Regions from separate parts of the Arachis hypogaea genome. Here region 2 is linked to region 1. Evidence: chromatin contacts called from public Hi-C data. All regions are on one chromosome and are shown on one strand. Each heading gives the region's core, a stretch centred on a gene start, on an enhancer-like site or on the middle of the called end of the contact. The rest is flanking DNA. Distances are from core to core; before and after follow the strand shown. Region 1 holds the start of LOC112745089. Region 2 holds the start of LOC112745138.

Region 1 (4,639 bases), core at 1,757-4,256:
AATTAACTGATTTTTTTTAAAAAGGTTTTGAATTTTTAGATAGTTAAACCGTCGATTTTTAAAAGATTCATAAGATAACGATAATTACATAACTCAAAAATAATTTTCTTATTAAACGCTTTCATATGACAATTCTAAAATTATGTAGTGAGACTGTGATTAGATTCTTACCCTATAAATTTATCTTTTTAGAAATCGAATGAAGGAATCATAAGCTTTTTCTATTTACTAGGATTATTCAAAACAAAAACAGAATATATCGAATTGAGATCCAATAAAAAAGAATGACACTTAAACGTGTAGTATATGAATTTTGAAGTTTCTCCTTACTTTTCCTATAGCAAAATCGAAGCTTAATTATTATCACTACCCATTATGTTAATCAATTCTCATAATTGTCAATGATACTTTTATTTTTTATTGGTAACAGTAATCTCTTCCATATTATCCTTATATCTTGATCTTGATGGTTGATTTTTTTTTTTTAAATATAATCAAATGAGCATTTATACCAATGTCAATCCTGAAATTTTATTGCACAATCAATCAAACCATAAATTAAAATCAATCCTCAAGCAATCAACCAAATGTTTGTTATCACAATAAATAATAAAATCTTTTTCAAACTCAAAAATTTTAATTCTTTTTTATTTTTTATGTTATAATTTTTTTACATTAATATTAATTAGAGTTGATTTAGTTAAATTATTTTGTTGTTATTATAGTGTGTGAGTGTGGATAATAATAATAGTTTTTAGTATAACAAGATATCTATTTATTAACAAAAAAATTTTAGATATATTTTAAGGTTTTTATTGTAGTTATTATTATTAGCACATATTTAGAATAAACTATTATTTCTACCGACGAAAATTTTAAATGCTGACAAATCTATCTATGAATAAAAATTAAAGTTATACCCATGAAATATGGGCATGTACAACAAAATTATTCAAACACTGAAAAATAGATTTGGATCCTCTAAAGTTTGAATTTCACTTTAGATAGTAAAGGGTGATTTTCTACCCTTGAATAGTTTCTCTTTTATATTTATTATTAGTCCCACCTATAAAATCAATGGTGAAAGATCACACTTTACTCTCTAAAAGTAAAATTCAAACTTTAAAAAATCCAAATCCCTAAAAAATTATCTAAAAGTTTCAAATTGTTCTTTTTTTTAATCCTAATCTCAACACCCCTTCCCAAATATATACCCTTTCTTTTTTCTTTTAATGACCACCACCTCCTTCACCGACACTGCTGCCACCAACCATCACTCCTAAATCTCAACCTTCCTTTTATTCTGTATATAACACAAAGAATAATACAAGCTACGATAAAATCAATACAACTACTCATCAATAACCATCATCATCATCACCATCATCATTTTCTTCTAAGCCTTAATGAAGCTTTCTGATTGTTTTGATCCTATCCTGACCATGATAGCTCTGATGACGACCATCAACACCAGTCCTTCTTTGAAATGGGTCCTACTCTGCTACCAGATCTGCCCACCGAGACACTGTTTTTTATCTCTTGTTGGTTTGAATAAGCCTTTATAGTTTTAGTTTCCGGCCACTGTCTCCGGCGTCATGCTATCCACACTGTTTTATTGAATCGACAATTCTCAGGTACCAAGAAAAGTAGTCACCGGATCCTAGCTCATAGCCACAACCTCTTTGGCTGAAAATTGACGCCACCAATTATGGTTTTGTTGATGATGGTATTGGTTAGCTCTCTCTTAAATTGTATCTAAATGTAAGATCTTCTAGTTAGGCTTTAATTGCATTTTGTTCCTTGGTTCTTGATCTCTTCTAGAATTGAATTTTTCGATGGCTCTTGATCTGAGACGTCACTACCTCTTAAGAATTTTAGAATGTCTAGGTATGAGTTATTAGTGGGAACAAATAATAAAGAAGTATAAGAAGTAGAAAATTCAAAAGAACTGAATAAAAAATTTGAAGAATTCATTAGGAAGATGAGACAAGAAATCAGGATTGAAGGGAGAGGATCATGGTCGTGAAGACTGTTGTGAGAAGCGCAATAAGAAAAAGGGTGTAGACGATGGTAAGGTAGGATCATGATCACGGAGAAAGGTGGGACTGACAATTGGTGGCAGTAGTGTTGGTAAAGAAGGTGGTGAAATCCAGAATAAAGAATAAAGGGAGGGTTGATATTTAGGGAAGGAGTGTTGAGATTAAGGTTAGGAAAAAGAGTAATTTAAAATTTTTAAATAATTTTTCAATGCGTATATAATTTTATCGTACGAAACCATCTTCATGGGTACAATTTTAATTTATTGTACTCCATAAATTTACTGTGATTAAAAAATAGAATATAAGATGACATATTTCAGTTTACAGAATATTTTTGTTTATTAATTAATATTATTATGATAATTATTTTTATTTATTATTATTTGTAATTAAAAAATTCTTCTTCTTTTAATTATTTTGATAATTTAATTACTATCCTAGTTCTTGTAATTTTACTAAATTTGTAATTAAATTTTTATATATTTTTTTCAATTAAATTTCTACACTATTTTAAATTTTGTAATTAAATTCTTACTAAATAAAAATATTAGAGTTAACAAATTATTTTTCTGTAAATTGAAAAAATATTCTATTAATTTTAATTTTTTTAACATAAAAAGAACTTAATTATAAAATTAAAAATAATATAAAAATTTAATAAAAAATTATAAAAATTTAATTGTTAATTTAGTAAAATTACATTAAGAAACAGAATAATTAAACCTATTTTAACTATTTTTAACGATTTATATTTGAAAAAAAAAATCAAAGTCTCACTCAATTGAAATCATTACTAACGATTTCATTTTTCTAAAAAAGTAAATTTCAATTAATTAAAATCATTACTAAAAATTTATTTTTTCTGTCAATTCAAATGATTACTAACAATTTTTTTAGAAAAAATAAATATTAAAAAATTGAGTAACCATTTATCTTTTCTAACCACCTCCATATTAACAAAATTCATTGATAAAATTTCAATATTTTGATAAATCTCAAATCTGACCCCAATATTCAAAAAATTCGCCACCGAACACAGTCTTTTTATACATGGTATAGATTGCCAAACTTTTCACTAGTATACGCTTCTAGTGTTATATGTCCCTGTCTGGTTTCTTTGTCAAACTCCTCATTTTCCTCATTTTCCCGTTCTTTCAACAACATCACCTCCACTCAAATCGCCAAGCCCAAATCAATCAATGCCGTCACAGGTCTCCGACCACCTGGAACCATGGCACAACCTCCAAGACAAGGTTGTGTTAGTCACCGGCGCTTCCTCCGGGCTCGGCCTGGACTTCTGCCTCGACCTCGCCAAATCCGGCTGCAGGATCGTGGCGGCGGCTCGCCGATTGGACCGCCTCAGGTCTCTGTGCGACGAAATCAATCAGATGGCCTCGCCGGAGAAAGGCAGCGGTGCAAGTAGCCACCGTGCGGTCGCCGTGGAACTCGACGTGTGTGCCGATGGCCCCACCATCGAGAGGTCTGTGCAAAAGGCGTGGGACGCGTTTGGGCACATTGATTCCTTGATTAACAACGCTGGCGTAAGAGGTAAATCTAAAACTCTTCGGAAACAAAATTGTGATCATTATTCTTGCCCGAAATTAAAGCTTATCTATTAGGGAAACCATAGTGCTGCATGTACATCTCAAAGCTGTTACTAATAAGCCAGTTATATAAAATAGAAAAACTCTTGGGGCAGCAATTTTTAATATTTTAAGCACCAGCGCAAACACCAAATTATCACAAATAAATTTTAATAATTCATAAGTGCAAATTCTAAAAAATATGAGTGAAATTTTATTGATTCATGTGTGTAAAATTCTGGTAAATATAAGTGCAAATTATATGTTTATGGTGTGCAAAAGGTTTGTAAATATGGATGCAAATTATTGCTGGTCAAGTTCTAGCCAAAAATAATAACATTTGCTGGTCATATAGCATTGTTCTATAAAATATATATATGAAAATATGAAATACATATAAATATGAATTCAATTTTGATAGTTTTACACGTGCATCTAATTATGAAATTCACTGTCAACAAAAATAATTATCTTCTACGTTGACCTGGTCATCTAAAATGACTGTTGTGATTGAACGATATTTTACACTAATGGTATCAAAATTAAATTTTATAAATATTTACATAATATTTTTGAACTCCATTACGGAGTAAAGCATCATTGTTGACAGTTTATTGTGCTTTTGAATCAGTAGCTGTTATAATTTATAGTTGAATGGAGACATGCTGTTGGAAACTCCAGGTATTCCTTGATGCTTGCAACGGTTTGCACTTGGTCATGTGTTTGTAGCCAGCTTGAGGTTTCTTGAAAATAGGCACAAGGAATTTTTCTTTTCTTCTTAAAAAAAAATATTAAATAACTAAGTTGAGGAAACGTGTTCTTTTCTTCAAGTATAACAGACAAATTAGGCACTACCAAAGTACCAGGAAAAAAACAAATGCAGTGTGGTGGATAATGTCAATTAAACTGGTGAATGAGAAGCTCTCTGCTTGTTAATTTTAGAAGATTGAGGGTGTCTGCAATTTCTTCGCATCGAACTACTGAATTGAATATTGAGTTCTTGGGAAACTGGAAACT
Region 2 (4,314 bases), core at 1,455-3,954, 360 kb before region 1:
ATTTCAGTTAATTACTTTTTTTTATACCTAAGCTCTGGTAGTGTTGGTTTGGAGTGACTTTTTTGAGTGAAAAAAGTACTTTTTTTCTTTAAATAAAGTACTTTTATTCAATTTAAAATCTATTTGGATAAGTATTTTAGAAAAAATACTTTTATTAAAAAAAGCAAATTATTTACTTTTTCTAAAAACTAACAATACCTTGCTTTTTAAAAAACATAGAAGCAAAAGATGTTTTTAATACTTGAAAAATCTTTTTAAAAAGCCTATTCAAATGTGAAATAATTTGTCTGTTAAAAAAGATTTTTTTTTAAAAAAGATAAAAAAAAGGAAAAGTCTAGGGGGCCAGCAATTTTATTGCATTTTGGCCAGCATGTAACCATCAGATAAAGGTGAGCCATTGGATGAAATCTCACACCAATCTCACACCATCAAATCATCATTGATGGCTAGTCCATGGCTACCAATCACAAATGTTGCTGGCCCCCTGGCATTGGTCATAAAAAAAATAAGTACTTTTTTCAAAAACCAATTCGAATTGACCCTAATAGTAGTATTTAGGTCAGAATTTGGCATGTATAGTATACGTAATATGTAATGTATTTTGTTGTTTCCCAAACCACCAGCAAAATGAGCATATATAATCCACTTGATTCTGACTAATCTGCCTCAAGTATAGTTGAGCCTATTATGGGTAAAGGTCTAAGATGTTAAATATTTCTTTTCATAAGACTTGAACATGAGACCTTACTATTGGTAAAAGTCTCAGGTCCTGAATAGGGACAAGGCGATAGGCTAAAGCACCGCAAAGACAAAAGACTCAACAGAAGAAAATAAATGTGGCTGAAAAGGTGAGTGTGGAATTATTTGTATATGTACTTGCTATGTAACAAAACTGGAAGGCAAGCGCATATATAGTGTATACGTACTTGCTATGTAGTCCTCTGTATAATCTGTCTCAATTTTCCCATGGGCCATTGCTCCCACCTGAAAAATAGATTATTAAATTTCATATCAACCGAGATAATAACAATAACATAGAGAGTTGAACTTCGGAGAGTACCACAAAGACAAGGTCTGTATTACTGGGTATAGTTGATACATAGTCCCTCATGGTTACCAGCTTGTCTGAACTGTAGGAGAGACCTAATATTGAAAAAGGAAAATACCGATGGTAAAAAATGGAAATAAGTATCATCCTGTTTTCTCTTTCCAACCACCAAGAGAAACTCCTTCTCAACAATCATTTAACCTTGCTTGAAACAATTTTCAATACAACTGTAAAAGAAAAGTCACCTATTTTTCGAGAGTTAAGAGGCAAATACTGGGTTACAGGGTTTTTTATTGCGCGTAGAAGCTTCTCACGCTTGCCAGCAGCAGATATGCTCAATTTTTGCAGCAGTTCCACTGCAAGATAGTAAAATTTATTGAGATTGATAAATGAGAGCTCGTTCATTTTTCTCGCTCGAAAAATTCAATGCAAAATACATAAAAGTGCACACAGATGGGAATCGACAAGTTGTAACTTACACATAACACCAGAGAACCGCTTAAATGTTCTGGGAATACGAACATATGGCTTAACCTCTATAAGAACACCTTTTTCAGTCTTTATATAAACTGCACGCAACCTCCCAGCCTTATTCAGTGGGCTATCCAAAATAGATAGAAGAGCCTAAAAACATAATTTGGCAAATATCAAGATTTAAAATAACACATAGCAGCAGAAAAAAGCTATAATGATACAACTTTCAAGAGAAAAATAAACAAATGAACACACACCATGCTATTTAGAACATTGTTTGGAAGTATAAAGATAAGAGGAATGACAGTGATATTTTAATTATACCCATGTTTGAAAATAACTCATAGGCTGCGTTTGTTTATAGGAACGGGACAATGAGACGACACAGAGACACAAAATCGTGTTTGACAGATGAGACATGGATAGAGACATTATGTTGGGAACTGAATGAATGTATTTTGTGTCTATTCTAACAGAAAGGATAGAGACACTAACAAGGGACACAAAGCCAATTGAAACTCCTAGGCATGTAAATATTTGAAAAAACAAAGTCAAAAACAAATTCTAGAAAGTTCAACGAACAAACCAACCTGATGCGTAATGTCAGGCCTATAATCACCGGGGTTCTTGTTATTCTTTCGGAGGAAATGGCCATGTTCATCCGAGTTCAAGAGCTGATAAGTCTGCACCCAAAAGACCCCAATTTACAGTGAAACGCAACAACCAAAAGCCATAGGATCAAAATGCAATTTAATAAAATTATTACCTTGCCAACTTTGGCGACCTCCAAAGAAGCCTTTTCGAGGATGAAGATGACGTTGGGCTTGTCAGTTTGAAGTTCGGTTGGGGCAATTGGGATGCCCGGCAGTTCTTCGTTGTTATCAGCGGGTTGTTGTTGTTGTTGTTGTTCTGGTTCTTGGCGCTTTGGCTGCGGTTGCTGGTCTTCTTGGTGGTAATCTTGATCTTCCTGGCGGTCGTATTTGGGCTCAGCTAGCTTTCGCTTCCGCCCCTTCCCGCCGTATGCCCTCGTCATTGCCTTACCCTTTTTCAGTCAGTGTGCTGCTAGGGTTGTGGAATGTGGACTTCCCTTGTCCTAAAAGTTCCCTTCATTACAATAACTCTTTAACACGTACATAGTGGCTTCATTTGTTTACAGATAAAGGACACTAAACATAAAATTGTGTTTGATAAAGAAATACGGAAAAAAATATTATATTAGAAATATTAAATTAATGTATTTTACGTATATAGAGACATTAATAAAAAATATAATTTATTTTTTACTTTTTATTATTTTTATTAATTTTTTATAATTATATTTTTCGTCTCAAATTTTTTGAATGAAAAAATTAACAATAAATTAGATTTTTATAATTTGTTCTAGTTTGTCGTCAAACAGAATATAAAATACAAAATTTTATATATCTGTTCTTTATGTCTGGTTATCAATGTTTTGTCTTATCCTGTTCTCAAAAATAAACACAGCTAATTCAGTTTTCAATTTTGATCTGGACTAATGTATATTAATCTCCCTTCTATTATTTCTTTTCGAAAAAGTGCCTTTAATATTTTTCTCTATCACTTGTAGTTATTAATTTAATTCTTTTAATTTAGTATTTACTTTACAACTAAGAGAAAGAAAAATATATGATACTTAGATAGTACATGTTCAAAACACATAACAAAAAATCAATTTTTTTTGTTAAACTCAACAAATATGATGAAAGATTTATAACTTTTGAAAATGATAGAAAGAACAATATTATTGTCATTAGTAAAATAGGTAAGGATTTTTTTACTTTCATAGACAATATAGTCTTAATTAAAGAATTGAAGCATAATCTCTTGAGTATTAATTAATTGTGTGACATAGTATAGTAACTTTCAAGAGACTTAAATGTATTGTTCTTGATAAAATTTTTAAAAAGGTTTTATTTGTTGCTAAAAAATATGATAATGTGCATGGTTTAATTCTAAATGAACTAAAATATCAAAATATCACTTTTTTTCATCTTTCGAATATTAAAAATAGCTTTGGCAAAAGAGATTAGGAAATGCGAGAATATTTCAAATTTTTGAATTTGTATAAAAAATTTAATGAGAGATCTTTCTAAAATCAAATTTGATAAAGATGTAAGTATGTCTCTCATAATGCTGTTACTTGGTAAGAAAATCATACATATTACATGTTATCCTAAAGTTGTTCCAAGTTTTCTTAATGAAAGTACTGCATGTATTAATGTTGAAAATACTAGGAATAAAACTCAAGACCAACAAAAATCAGATTCACTATAAGTTGTACTAGAAAATTCTATAATAAAAGATTCTATAGAAGACAATTCTATAAGAAGTGCTAAGAGGTTAGCAAGTTTTATAATTTATAGCTGTCAACTAACTATCATTAATGTTTTTAATGGTGTGAGATTATACCTAATAATGTATCACTACAAGAAAGTATCAAGATAGTGACCGAAAAAATTGGTTGCTAATAGCGACCGATTTAGCGATCGATATATATTTTCTAAGACAGAAAAAAATTGGTAACTAAATCCGTCGCTAAATTATATTTAGCGACCGATTTTAGCTACCGAAAAAATCGGTCACTAATAGCAACCGAATTAGCAACTAATAAGGTTTTAATACAACTATAGTAAAGTTGATCATTAAAATCGGTTGCTAATTTTTCATTTAGCGACCGAATTAGCAACCAAAACAGAAAGTAATATCTTTAGGACTGTTGGTCACAAAATCGGTTGCTATTTTTTATTTTAGCGACCAATTTTGCAACAGAT

What was found. Hi-C and Micro-C count contacts between places; a contact is called where the count stands out from the background.
Region 2: a Hi-C map of an unstated tissue shows a contact between it and region 1, with 2.2 times the contacts expected there. The contact joins the promoter of LOC112745138 here to the promoter of LOC112745089 in region 1.

What each region holds. Positions count from the first base shown.
Region 1 is chr2:59,949,618-59,954,256 of arahy.Tifrunner.gnm2.J5K5, reverse strand. LOC112745089 reads left to right here and starts at 3,006. Exons shown (of 3, transcript XM_025794848.3): 1 at 3,006-3,587. The coding sequence starts at 3,239.
Region 2 is chr2:60,312,791-60,317,104 of arahy.Tifrunner.gnm2.J5K5, reverse strand. It overlaps LOC112745138, which reads right to left and starts at 2,704. Exons shown (of 7, transcript XM_025794849.3): 1 at 2,289-2,704; 2 at 2,113-2,205; 3 at 1,528-1,672; 4 at 1,294-1,404; 5 at 1,061-1,143; 6 at 927-984. The coding sequence starts at 2,555.